Regions from separate parts of the Sus scrofa genome. Here all the other regions are linked to region 1. The links are chromatin contacts, called in public HiChIP or PLAC-seq maps. All regions are on one chromosome and are shown on one strand. Each heading gives the region's core, a stretch centred on a gene start, on an enhancer-like site or on the middle of the called end of the contact. The rest is flanking DNA. Distances are from core to core; before and after follow the strand shown. Region 1 overlaps C14H12orf49 (UPF0454 protein C12orf49 homolog). Region 2 overlaps C14H12orf49 (UPF0454 protein C12orf49 homolog). Region 3 overlaps C14H12orf49 (UPF0454 protein C12orf49 homolog).

Region 1 (4,486 bases), core at 587-3,086:
CAATAAAAGAAGGTCCAAAAATGCCACCTCTGTTATACTATTAAGTTCTTTGTCAAAACCTGATGGGATTCAAAGCAGAAGTTTCTTCTTAGGGGAAAGGTTCATGTGAGAAAAACCAGGGATGGAGTCAGGGAAGTTAGGAGGACCATCAGAGCCCCAGTGAAGAAGAGAGGGAAGGAAGGTCTTGTGGGAAGCATCCTAGACCACTGCGCATCTAGGGAAGGCTTGGCAAGGCCCTTGGAGTACAGCTGCTGTGCTCAATCGTGGGCTGGGAGCAGCATCTCCGGCAATATCAGAACCAGCACTGCAGCCCTTGATCAGTTAAGCCCTGTGGTATGAGGTCCTCAACACACATTGTCATGATTGTTCCACCTCTCTTCATAGTTAGGGTGGCTCCTGTGTCAGGTTCAGTTCTTTGAGTGTTTAGAGTAGGGGTTTCTGCACAGCTTTTGGGTATAGTAGACAATCAAAGAGATAATTTTCATGCTAAAGTATTTCAGTTGCTGAGCTATTTCAATAGTTTGTGAAGACCATTGGGGTAAATATTTAAAAATCAAGACAGAGCTTCTCAAGTGTAGTCCTCTTCTGGCAGAAAACACTTGGGATACCTGTTTAAATGTCTTTATTTCTGCCTAGACCTGTCAAATCAAAACCTTGGGAGTTGAGAAACAGAGCTCTATCAGATGCCATATTTGTTTTTTTTGTTGTTGTTGTTTTTTTTTTTTTTTTTGTCTTTTTGTCTTTGTTGTTGTTGTTGTTGCTATTTCTTGGGCCGCTCCCACGGCATATGGAGGTTCCCAGGCTAGGGGTCCAATCGGAGCTGTAGCCACCAGCCTACGCCAGAGCCACAGCAACGCGGGATCCGAGCCTCGTCTGCAACCTACACCACAGCTCGCGGCAACGCCGGATCGTTAACCCACTGAGCAAGGGCAGGGACCGAACCCGCAACCTCATGGTTCCTAGTCGGATTCCTTAACCACTGCGCCACGACGGGAACTCCCAGATGCCATATTTGTTGATAGCACAAAGTAAAGGGAAGCTTGTTTGAGATTATTTACACCAGATCCAAATTAAATGATACCTAAGTGAAATGTAACTACATTTTAATATCGAAATCTTCCTACTTTCTTTTCTTTGCCATCAGTAGCTACATACACCCTTCTGCTTCAAATCCTTCTGTTTTCCAAGTCCTCCTTTCAGACAGCTGGGAAAAAAAAGTTACAACAGTCTCGGAAAACTGGGCTTCAGAGAAAGCAGTAAGATTACTCAATTGTTTCCCCTTTGTTAATTTGAGGCTCTTAAATTATGCATGTTGTTGTGCTCACATTTGCATGTTCAATTCACATGCCTGAGCTACCAGTCAGCAAGATAAAATCAGGCATAATAATTTAAATAACCTGTGTCTGATTTCTCCTCACCCAAATTTCGGGGCTGACAGTCCTTGAGACAAAGAATAGATAATTAAATCACTTGGGAAATGCAAGGGAGGTGCTGGTGGAGTCAGGAAAGGAAGGACGGGGTCAAGGAGCCACCTCCTGCTTCCATCCCTTCTGGACTGCCAACACTTTCTCCTTCCACACCCCACTGGATTTCATAACCTCCACGAGGCCCCTTTCCCAGAAAGGACTGACTGTCTTGATTCTGATCCTTGGGCAAGAAAGGCCAGGAGTGGAGTTTGTCCCTCTGCCTGATGTGGGTAACCTTGAATATAAAGAAACCACCACAATACAGATGGTCCTGAAATTTGAACCAATGCAAGGCAATATGCAGATTAGGAACTTGGAGCCACCGGCCCATTGGCTGATTGCTAGCGTGACGTCACAAAGGCCCAGCCCAAACGTGGCCAGAAGTGCTGTGGGCAAGTTTCTGGACTAGTTTGAAAAGGTTTTATTATTATTTCTTGTATGTGTGAGTCCCCTTTTTAAAAAAAGTGAGCTGGTGCTGGTTTTCTGAATTTCCTGTGTTACGGGAAAAAAAAAAGTGCTCATGTACAGCCAGAGCTGAAGGGCTCAGAGCGGAAGAGCATTTTGTTCTCTGTGTGGCGGCTCTGTCCCTTTACTTAGGGTTGACTGGGGTTTTGAACAAAAAATGACATGAGGGAAAGCTGTGAATTCCAAGTAAGCTATGGGGATTTCATGAACCTCTGCAGCTTGGTGGTTTCTGAGAAGCCCCAGCCTGACCCAAACTCTTTGAGCCAGCTAGTGGAAGTCTTTGGCTGTGATCTTGACTCCAAAGCTAAAGAAACAGTCATAAGAGGTTGGGGGACCCCTGACTTTTCCCTACCTCTATTCCAGGTTCAAGGCAAAGAAGGAATCAAGTTCTCTGACTTGTGAGCTTCTGGCAATTGGCCTCTCAATGTGAAGTTTCCAATTTCAATACCTCTGAAGAGCTGAAGTCATTAGAATGGAGAAAGAAAGCTTCTATAGAGATAACAAAATAGATAACGTCAAGCTTCACACGCCCTGAAAGCTTGTCTTTCCCAAACCGCTGCCCTTGAAATGTCTGGTGGCTCCTATTTGGTCTCCTAGGGCCACTGGTAATTTTTCCAGCATCACTCACCACAGGGAATCTCCCCCTTTCCAAATTGGCACAGGTAGAGATGTAATGCAGCTGAAATGTTTTGGGGTGAGAGGGGCAGGAGGAGACATTCTATGTTGTTTGTTTGGTTTGTCCACATACGTTTTTTTTTCTTGGTTGTGCTCACAACATGCCGAAGTTCCTAGGCCAGAGATAGAACCCGTGCTATAGCAGTAACCAAAGCCACAGCAGTGGCAATGCTGGATCCTTAACCTGCTGAGCCACCAGGGAACTCCTGTCCAGATTCTTTTTTTTTTTAGGGCTGCACTCTTGGTATATGGAGGTTCCCAGGCTAGGGGTCAAATTGGAGCTACAGCTGCCATCCTACACCACAGCCACAGCAACACCAGATCCAAGCCGCATCTGTGACCTACACCACAGCTCACAGCAACGCTGGATCCTTAACCCCTAAGTGAGCCCAGGGATTGAACTGGCATCCTTATGGATACTAGTCAGATCTGTTTCCACTGCACCACAAAGGGAACTCCCCAGATACCATTTTATCTCCTGGTAATACCATCCATTTTTTTCCTTTGGGGTATCATCCCACCCTCACAGCCTTACTCTAGATGGAAGAGGATCCCTTGTCCCCAACTCTGGAGGTGGACACGTGTTCCCAGGCCTGGCCAATCTGTGATTCCCATTCTCCTGGCTACACAGTGACTGATCGGGACTGGGCATGTCATGCACATGAGGTCCGGTGATGGTCAATCCTGGGACCATGATAGGAACTCTCTGGGAATAGGGGCTCTCTTTTCTCACTGAGATTGCTAAACTTATAGGAGGCAGCCTTGGAGCTGATGATGACCATTCTTGCTATTAAACAATGAAGTCAAGTGGAGGCCAGCAGCTACAGCTCTGATTCCACCCCTAGCCTGGGAACTTCCACATGCCACTGGTGCGGCCCTAAAAAGCAAAAAACAAAACAAAACAAAACCCAATGAAGTCAAAACAAGAAACAAACAAACAAAGATGAGCTAAAAGAGAGAGACAGATTTCTGATAACGTTTGGGCACCTGGATCCAGCTGTGCCTAAAACTAATTTCCCTGAACATTTTGGTTAATGAAGCCAATATATTTTCATTTCGATATAAGTCAGATTGAGTTGAGTATTTGTTAATGTAGTAAAAAGAGTCCTCATTTATACATCCAACCACAGGGCAAGGCTTATTCTTACTCTCAAGGAGGGGTTTAGGGCTACATTAGTTCCCAGTACTAGGATGGGAACTACATTGGTTCCTTCTACTAGGATGGTAGAGGAGGGAAAGGGTTGCTGTGATGCCATGCAGGTGACAGATAGAGGAGATTGGTTGTTCTGGAGTGGTGCAGCACAGGGACCAAATCAAGGGGGTTGAGGTCAGATAGGGCTGGGCAACTAATATTGCCTCTCTGAGACTTTTTTCTCCCATGTGTAATATGAGAATGAAAGTCTCTTTCTGTTGTGTGGATGTTTTATGCACAGGGTCTATGTGCATAGTAAATGCTCATAGCAAATATTAGTTAATTCTAGACAACCCACAATGGAAGAGATGGGCTCTCTTCCCTGGCCTCTGGTGGAATGTGGGGACAATGGAGAGGCGAGCTCTCCAACAATTCTGAGCCTCTGTTGACACTGCCAGCCACAAGCACCTGCTAACCAGGCAGCATGCACCTGCCACCTGCCACTCTGAGAAGGGATTCCAATCCAGCCAAGTAGTCGGCCTCCTTTCTAGGCCAGATCCTGACTGTGTGTGGAGTCTGTGAGCCCGCCCACCTGTTCAGAAACCCCAGCTGGGCTCTGTTCGTTCTTTGCCAGTCCCACCCCCCCACCCCCAGCTTCCTTCCTTGATCCCACACCTTCCATGTCCTCGTGGGCACTGTGCTGAGAACCACAGGGGATGCAAGGAAGGAAATCTGCATTTGTAAAACT
Region 2 (4,291 bases), core at 1,151-3,650, 140 kb after region 1:
TGCCCATGGTGTAAAAAGTGCCGTGTAAACTGCAAAGAGCCATTGTCACCTCTGTCTGGCCTCTTTCTGTCAGGAGTTCTGGCTGGTCCTTGGGGTTTTGCTGCACAAGGCATTCATTCATTCAAATTTGTGGCCCCCATAGCACTTGACATAAAGTGGGAGATCAGTTAAAGAGGGGCAGGAAGATTCTCATATGTGTATTTATTTGATTGTTCTTTATTGTATTGTGTGTTTCTTAGGCATTTGTTTAACGGCTGTCTGTCCCGCAGGAATGGAAACTTTAGGAAGAAAGGCAAGTTGATTTTGGTCACCTCTGTGTCCCCAGCACATGGCCTTGACTTGGCACATCTTAAAGAAATCAGTAAATACTTGTGGCTTTCATGGATGAGTGAATGAATGGCTATATGAATAAATTCATTACTAGGGCAACCTCTATGGTGCAAAGGGCAAGCCCTGGTGAATGGATGTTTACAGGTATATCCCTGATCCTCACAGAATCAGCTGTTCCACATGTGTCCAGCCTTGTCTGGGTGTCCAGGGTTATATGTACTACGTGTACTCAGTGCCAGCTGGTGAGAGATCACAGACCTGTCTGCTCTGGCTACTCCTCTCTGCCCCTCGGACCAATATCCTCCAGATAAACTCCCCATTTATCACACCCCATCCTATGTGGCCCTGAAGTCTCTACACTTCCCTAAAATCTCTATACCTCCTTATGGTATTTGGGTCCCTCAAATGCCCAGCACAGCATCTGTCTAAAACAGATGTCTTCAATCAGTCAATAAAGATGATCCTTTCTAAGCATGAATGTATGGAATACAACTTAGAATTCCATTAAAACATGCTGGGTCAGGAAAAAAATGATTTGAGACCATATTTAAAAAGCAAAAAAATTATAACAGCTGCATTGTATATTTTGTCAAGTGCCTTGGATTTGTGGAAGGGATTTTGTTCTATAAATATAATTATTAGTTGCCATGATTATACTAATAACCAGGGGGATGGCACAGAGCCGTGCCTCCCCAGCAGGGTGGGCTGGATAGGGCTGGGTATTCCCTTTGCTGACTTGCTTCACTAGTTGACTAACAGACCTTATTCCCTGGCTGAGCTGATCACATCCTGCCAAAGCCAGCTTCCCGAGTGGAGGGGGAGTGAGAGTGAGTGCAGTGGGGTCCTGGGGGGAAAGCAGCCTGTGTTTGCTGCTGCTTTGACAGTTGAGGCTCCGAGAGGGGCTGGCAAACAATGGGAAATGAAACATTTGAGTGGTTGCAAAAAATTCCGTGGGAAATCCCCCCTGGTGGTATTTATGTGCGCTGGCAGTGACAAGGGGAGCTTGGGGCTTTCGATTTCAAGGGTTCCTGAGCAGACCACAATAGCGTTCTGAGATGGCAATCCCAAGAAACAGCTCTCCTGGGCCTCAAAAGGCTGGCCTGTGTCTGTCCAGGGAAGATTAGGCCACGTGCACACTGCTGGCCATGAGCTGCAGTGGCTTGTCGTGGGCTCATCCACAGTTGTTGACCTCTGGCCTCCCAAGCTTATGCTCTAAGACAAATCCCTTCAACGCTTCCCCTAGATCTTTCCTGGCCCCAGGAACCTAGGGCGGGGGTGGGGGAGGCGGTTGGGAGGGAGGGGGTGTGTGTAATATGACTGGCAGCGTTTCCCTTGGGCTTAGCCCGCCTGCAGAATTGTGGGAACCTTAGTTCCCTGCAACCCCCTCCCCACTATCTAATTGAAATAAAATTCAAAGTTAAGGCTTTCTATGCATTCTCCTGGCATTTGGGGCCTCCTCCTGCTTTCTCCATTCCCATTTATAATGGATATTTATTTGTCTGTTGCTCCTCGCACCTTCATTGAGAGAATAAAGTAAACTGATATTAACCAACTCTTGTTTTGCTTTCCTTTGAACTAATACATATTCAAAATACTTAACCACTCTTGCTAATGTCTTGCTGCTGTGATAGAATACATGTGTTTATAGATCCTCTTAAAAGTGAGGTTTATGGATTTTTAGAAATACACAGTAGATGAGAAAACTGAAACCTAAAGGGATTACATGTGTATTAGTCAGGAAGTTTCAGTTGCAAAGTGACAAACTCCTAACTTGAAGGGACTTAAGCCAGATCAAAAGTGTATTGGCATTTTTCACTGAGAAGCAAGGGCTACATTAGCTTCAAGCATGGCTGGATCCAGGCTCTCCTTTAGGTCTTCAGGGAATTTGCCTCTCCCTATCTCTTGGGCTCTGCTTTTCCCTGTTTAATTTCAATTTCAGATTGGCTCTCTCTACCTGTTTTACATCTTTGCAGAATCAATTCAAGGCTTTCTCCTGGTTGCCTCTGTACAAGCCAGGTCTGGTGGTGCCCGTTGCTCAACCAGTGACTAGGGCAAGGCAGATGGAATGATCTGACCGCCCAGGCCCCAATCACGTGTTCACTGTTGAAGCTAGCAAACCACAGGGACTGACTGAGAGTGAATAGTTCCCCCAAAGAACATGGGATGCCCTTTCCAGAAGGAGGAATGGATACTGGGTGGGCAGAAAGTCATGGTGTCCTGTACTTGCTGCCAGGAAAGGGCTCACACAGATCCACATTCCGCCTCTGGAGAATGCTGGAGACTACTGTGGGCACCCCCCTCATGCTCTATCCAGCCCTGGGACTCTAGCCCTGCCCCTACCCCATGAACTCATTCCAGTTGGCAGTTTTCAAAATGTGCCCCCTGGGCACTCCTGGAAGGAAGAAGACAGTGGAGGGGAGCAAGAAAGGAAGGGTGACAGAAGCTCAACGGCTGGGACTCTAGGACCCCCACCCCTATTTCAAGCACCTGGCAATTCCCATGTCCTTTTGTATATTCAGTTCCTGTGTACACATTTATTTAAACAAACAGTTCCTCATATTTTTAAAACTTGCAAATCTAGTGATTTTCTGTAACCCTTGCCCACTCACTCACTCATTCATAAATAAGGAACAATAGCCAGAAAGGGCGAGAGTCTGACCAAGGCCACGTGGACAGCAACAACGTGCAGAGTCTAAGAAAAAAACACCTCAGGATTCCCCTGTCCTGCCCTTCCCACCGCAGCCTGGAGAGATCCATGTTAGAGACCGGCGGACAAGACCAACACACATACCCCTGCCGTACATCCCTGACTGGTTAGCTAAAGGGTGCAGATCTTAACACGGATGGAGTGGCTTCCCAGAGCAGAGCAGAAAGAGGGAAACTTTGTGTGGCTTTTTCTCTGATCTCTGGGTATATAAGCAGACACTGGGGACTCTCCCGGTAGGTAAAACTCTGCCAGAATGGAGAAAAACAGCCAGATTCTGCTACTCCCCGCCTCGTACGCTGAGCTTACATCACCATCCCAGAAAAACTTACATGAGTAAGCCATGTGCTTCTGTGTAAGATGTTTACAAACAACTTCTCTGCTCTGCTCTCCCGTGTCTGGAAAGCTCGTCTCCAGGCACCAGCCCTGCTGCACATTTCAAACCCACTTCTCTGCAGCACTGGTCACTGCTAATCATCACAGCTAAACTTTTTGAGTGCTTACAGTGTTCCTGAAACCATGTGCTAAGTGCTTGACAGGTGTTGCTTCACTGAATCCTCCCAAGAACCCCATACAGAAGGTACTATTCTCATCCTCATTTTACAGATGAGGAGAGGAAGCTGCAGAGAGATGGATTAATTTCTCCAAGGTGCTCACCAGCTCCAGACTCTGGCAATCAGAGTCAAGAGTGTGAGCTCTTGGTTACATTGCTACGCGAGGTGCATGATGAGGGTTTTAGATACGGAAGATGTAGTTGTAGCCGCACCTGTACCCAAACAGACAGAAAGTTCTCTGCTTCCTTTCTCCTTTCCTACACTTTCTTGCCTGGTGTCTCCAGCAAACACACAGGGGATTCCAGAGAGAGAAGGCTCGCAAGGTGCTGGTGGAACACGGGTAATTCGGGTAAGGAAAGGCACGTGGGCTCGTTACTTAGACTACCTTGCAGCCGCTTATTGAATTAGTGTGATTCTTAACATCTTCAGCTTGGATCTCCTCCAGGCCAGCCAGCTGGTGCATTCAGTACGACTCAGCTCGCCTTAACTCAATTAACTAAGCCGAGCTGAGCTGAGCTCAACAAGTATTTCTGAAGCATTGAGCTGGCTGCAGGAGGGAAAAAAAACAAAGAAGAGCAAGACTCAGACTCTGCCAGACTCCGTCCTTAAGGAGATACCTTGAGCTTTTAACGGGTAACACAGTGCCATATTTTCTAAGTACCACCTTTGTCCTCCTCTGTGCTATGATTTACTTCATGTTTGT
Region 3 (4,812 bases), core at 548-3,047, 150 kb after region 1:
GTACGTATTGAGGTATGCAATACTTAGGCTTCATCTGATTCCAAGAAAGAGAGAGAACATAACTCAGAGTAGCTTAAACCAAAAAGGGCTTTGGCCCATATAACTGTGAAGTTCACGTGGTGATGGATAGAGGGGCTGAGATGGTCAGAACGGTCCCTCCATGTACATCTCCCTCTGTGCTGCTTCCTTCTCAGGCAGAGTCTCCCTTCCTTTATGTAAAGAGAGCCACCGGCAGCACTATGTTTAAAATGTGTCCACTTGGAAACCCAGCAGAAAGATTTTCTTCACCCCAATAATTCCACCAACATCCCTAAAGACAACCCTGATGCCCTGTGCTTGGGTCTAATGCACATCCAGGAACTAGTCACTATAGCCAGGGGTGTGCAAGAGTCTCCGTGATCAGGCCTGGGCCATAAGCCCGGGCCAAACTTGAGTAAGGTGAGCCTCAAATCCTTATAGAGAAGACAGAGTGGAATGCCTGACCAGACAGCAAGGGAAATGGGCTAGGCAGGTGAACCAGATGCACTGCATGCCATCCGGGCACCTCAGGACCAGGTTGGGCATGTTCAGTACATGATGTCACATCAGTCATGACAGTCCTATATCATGACTGCTGCTTCACGAGGCTCAGAGAGGCTCAATGCCATGGCTAACACCTTGCTTCCAGGTGAGGAACTGGCTCTCCTTGGCTATCAGGCCCCTGCTCTTTTCTTTCTTTCTTTCTTTTTTTTTGGTCTTTTTGCCTTTTCTAGGGCCGCTCTTGCGGCATATGGAGGTTCCCAGGTCAAATCAGAGCTGTAGCCGCCGGCCTACACCAGAGCCACAGCAACACGAGATCTGAGCCATGTCTGCAACCTACACCACAGCTCAAGGCAATGCTGGATCCTTAACCCACTGAACGAGGCCAGGGATCCAACCCTACAACCTCATGTTTCCTAGTCGGATTTGTTAACCACTGTGCCACTACAGGAACTCCAATCAGTCCCCTGCTCTTAGGTAGCAGAGCTAGGACTTGAATCCGGATCTGTCTGACTGAAGTTCTCGGCTTGCTGCCCCCACTCCCCATCCCAGAGGAACCCCTCCATGCTGGTGAGCCCCATGACACCTCTTCAGTGCTTTGTTCCAATCTCTTAACTTGCAAACCCAGTCAGCGAGTTCTTTATTTCCACAAATGGTGCTATTAAACGAATGGCTCTGGGAGCTCTAGGCTGGCCTCAGAGCAGTCAAGCCTTCCAAAGAAATACATTAGAAATTCTAGGAGCTGAGGCCCATATGGAAACATTTACGGCCGCCATTTTGTTTCAGGAAGGCAAAAGGCACCTAACACCTTGAACTTGAGCTTCTTGTAAAACCTCTAGCTGGGAGCTAAAGGCGACTGGGGTCAGTCACCTCCTAGAAAGGCCTCTTGTAAAGGGCCATGGCAGACTTCATCAGGCAAAAAAGCTGAGAAGCCAGGGTTGAAATAAAGGTCTCTTTCTGTTTGGTCAATAAGCAGCTGTGAAGGATGCGTAGGACGGAGCTAAATTTATTTGTTCCTTTCTTTCTCGGAACAGCAGCAACAGGGCTCAGAATGCAGCTGTCTTGCTCTCCCGTAAGCCTTTTGCAGGCACCAGCATGCACAGGGGTTGGCTCTCCAAGACGTGGATTTTTTTCCGGTTGGTTCCCTTCCTGACGCGGGCAGGACTTCCAGGGCCTCTCTCCAGTGGGAAGAATTTTGGAGCTGCCTCCCAGGCCCAGGGTGAAATCATTACCTTTTAAAAACAGACAGGCTGCAGAACGGAGATACCCTGGCCCTTGTGGCCACACCTTGGAAAACCACAGAAGTCCCGACCGCCTCTGCTTTCACTGCTCAGACCTGTGGGAAACTTGTGAGACACAAGCCGCGTGGGGAGGGGGTGGGGGCATCTTGGGAGGGGCCTTTGAAACACAAAGCCAGGCTGGTTTGGCAGAGTCTTTTTTGGAATCCATCTGCCTTCAGAAAGCCTAGCTGAGGGCTACCTTCACCAGGGCCTTGAGCGTACTGGTCGAAGCAGTGGTTTTTTCAGAAGTGCTTTGTTGAGACTTTCAAAAGGTCCCCGCGGGTGGGGAAGTGAAAGGAGGAGGGGACGCAGGGGAAGAAACTGCTTCTTTATTTCTAGCCTTGCTTGAACAGCTTCTTGACGGTTACTGCTACAGTTCTGCTGAGTCAGAAGCATCCCCCAGCTGCTCACCGGAAACACAGCTGTTGGGCGAAAATAACCACAGAGCCCAGCACTGAGCATCCTACACCTTCCAGAAAAGAGGGCAGAAAACCTCAAAACAAATGAGAAAAATACAAAACAACAAAAGATGCACCGTCAAAAACCCACCACAGCTCGCTCACTCAACCAACCCTGTGGCTCTCGCTTCATCAGACACAGCTCAGAGATGGAGCAGAGTTTGGCAGCTTTTTCACAGTAGCAGGTTAAGTAGCGTCCCCCCAAAAGAGAGATGTCAGTATCTGAACCCCCCTGAACCCATGAATGTGACCCTACTTGGGAGAAGTGTCTTTAAGTCTTTACAGATGTAACAGATGTAAGGATCTCAAGACAAGGTCATCCTGCAATACCTGGATGGGCTCTACATCCAATGACAGGTGTCCTTATAAGAGTGAGGCAAAGACTGGACTCGCAGAGGAGACATAGAAACCCAATGGGAAGGCCAGGTGAAGATGGAGGAAGATTGCAGTCATGCAGCTCCAGGACAGGAACACAAGGATGTGCTATGGAAACCACGGGGAACTAACACCCATGGCTTCCATTTGCCAGATCTTCTCCCCACTGCCCCTTTCCCCTCGTCCAGACTGAAGACACATTCTCAGCATCTCGGTTGCAAGGTGCCTTATATAAACACTGAGGCTCCCTTTCTTTTGGTCTTAGTAATTACCAGGAAGTAGGATGGTGCCTCAAGGACTCCGGGGTCTAGGGAGGAGCTGGGCTCCTTAGTTCGAGATAAGACTCTGCCACAGACAGAGATGCAGGTGTGTGACCTCATTAACCAGCCACCATTCACTGAGGTAGCTGAACGTGGTGTGTTAGAAAATGGGTCTGAATACTGGCTCTGCCACTTACTACCTGCATGGCCTGGGGTCAGCCATTTAACTTCTCTGGGCCTCAGTTTCCTCAGGTGTACAATGGGGAGATGAACTGAAATCCTCCTCCTACTAAACAGGAATGTTGAAAAGAATAATTACTGGGAGTTCCCACCATGGCTTAGTAGTAATGCACCTGACTGGGATTCATGAGGATCCCTGGCCTCCCTCAGTGGGTTAAGGATCTGGCATAGCTATGAGCTGTGGTGTAGGTCATAGGAGCGGCTGGGATCCTGAGTTGCTGTGGCTGTAGCTCTGATTCAACCCCTAGACTGGGAACTTCCATATGCTGCGGCTCTAAAAAGCAAAAAAATAAATAAATAAAATAAAAATAAATAAATAAATAAATAAATAAAATGTAATGGATACATGTAAGGATAACTTGATCCCCTGCTGTACAGTGGGAAAACAAAATAAAATAAAATAAATAATATAATAATTACTGTTAAGGAATAACTTTCTAAGGAAATAAATAATAACTTTCTAAGGAAATCAGGGAAATTCCCAGGGGTCAAAAACAAAGAAGGAAAGAAAGCCCAGAGCTGATAGCGCAATACATGAGGTGCCTGGGAACAGGAGGCACCACCTTGAGTCACACAAGGTTGGGAGCTGGAATTGGAAAACCATCATAAAGCCACGTCTTTATGAGCTTCCGCCCTGATACAGTTGTAAGGATTAAGTAAGGTAGTACATGCAAAGTTGTTCTTGGATGAGGCTATACTTGATAGCTCTTATCTACCAGTGTTTGATATTTGTGTAGTAAATGTCTGTTGTTTTTGGAAGTTCAGCATCTATGACACCATATTTTGGTGACAGCATCCCAATTAACCTTTGGGAGATTACCTCTCTTCCACCCCTTTGGAAGGAGGATATATGACTCAGACCTGGCCCATCAGAGTCAGGGACTAGTTCAGGGATGGGCATGCAATCCAAAGTGGGTTAATCAGAGTGAATAATTGATGAAAATATTGGGAAAGAGAAATTCACTTAGATCTGCATGTCAGAGGAATATGAGCCTGGAGCTGCTGGAGTCTACCTCTGTCACTACCTGGGAAAAATCTGCCTGAGAATGATGCCAAAACCAAGGATAGTGGAGATGAGAGACAGAGAGATTCCAGATGACATTGTCTGAGTCTCTGGATCCAGCAGAATCTGAAACCCATCAGTACCTCCAAACTTCTGCTCTCTTCCCTTCTGAGACTCCAATTACATGTAAAGTCAATATTGTTGCGGAGGTCTCTAATGCCATGGTCATTTTTTTCTAGTCTTTTTCTCCCTATGCTAACGTTTGAATAACTTCTATTATACTGTCAACATGTGTACTAATTTTTTTCTTCAGTACTTTAATATGCTGTTGTTTAATATGTAAGCCTATCCAGTGAATTTTACATTTTAGATATTGTTCTTTTTCCTCTCCAGAAGTTTCATTTGCTTCCTTAATTTTCTTTCTTTCCACTTCTCGTTATGTTTTCCTTTAAATCTTTGAACATATTTGTAACAGTTTTTTGAAGTCTTTGTTTGTTAATTACTTCATCTCTGTCATTTTGATTCTGTTAACAATGACTGATATTTCCTGGTAATGGCTCACCTTTCTGTTTCCTTAAATGTCTAGTAACTTTTTAGATGCTCGGTAATGTTATGAGTTGAATGTCTAGATTTTGTTGTTCATTTTAGCAGGCAGTTAAATTACTTACTGGTCAGCT

The links. HiChIP or PLAC-seq counts read pairs in DNA pulled down with a chosen protein or histone mark.
Region 2: an H3K27ac HiChIP or PLAC-seq map of alveolar macrophages shows a contact between it and region 1. The contact joins two enhancer-like sites. A contact is called at or near these places in 1 of 47 Hi-C or Micro-C datasets (embryonic fibroblasts) and 1 of 2 datasets of contacts at active chromatin or transcription factors (alveolar macrophages).
Region 3: an H3K27ac HiChIP or PLAC-seq map of alveolar macrophages shows a contact between it and region 1. The contact joins two enhancer-like sites. A contact is called at or near these places in 2 of 47 Hi-C or Micro-C datasets (blood and embryonic fibroblasts) and 1 of 2 datasets of contacts at active chromatin or transcription factors (alveolar macrophages).

What each region holds. Positions count from the first base shown.
Region 1 is chr14:35,991,196-35,995,681 of Sscrofa11.1, reverse strand. The region is part of intron 5 of C14H12orf49 (UPF0454 protein C12orf49 homolog); the gene reads right to left. Among named protein-coding and RNA genes, the nearest start is that of MED13L, 68 kb to the left of the region's middle. Within about 2 kb of position 1,836, at least 38 of the 83 cell types and tissues checked have an H3K27ac peak or open chromatin away from gene starts, as enhancers often do. A contact at or near this core is called in alveolar macrophages, where this site is marked.
Region 2 is chr14:35,855,625-35,859,915 of Sscrofa11.1, reverse strand. The region is part of intron 4 of C14H12orf49 (UPF0454 protein C12orf49 homolog); the gene reads right to left. Among named protein-coding and RNA genes, the nearest start is that of C14H12orf49, 150 kb to the right of the region's middle. Within about 2 kb of position 2,400, at least 11 of the 83 cell types and tissues checked have an H3K27ac peak or open chromatin away from gene starts, as enhancers often do. A contact at or near this core is called in alveolar macrophages, where this site is marked.
Region 3 is chr14:35,836,921-35,841,732 of Sscrofa11.1, reverse strand. The region is part of intron 4 of C14H12orf49 (UPF0454 protein C12orf49 homolog); the gene reads right to left. Among named protein-coding and RNA genes, the nearest start is that of C14H12orf49, 130 kb to the right of the region's middle. Within about 2 kb of position 1,797, at least 27 of the 83 cell types and tissues checked have an H3K27ac peak or open chromatin away from gene starts, as enhancers often do. A contact at or near this core is called in alveolar macrophages, where this site is marked.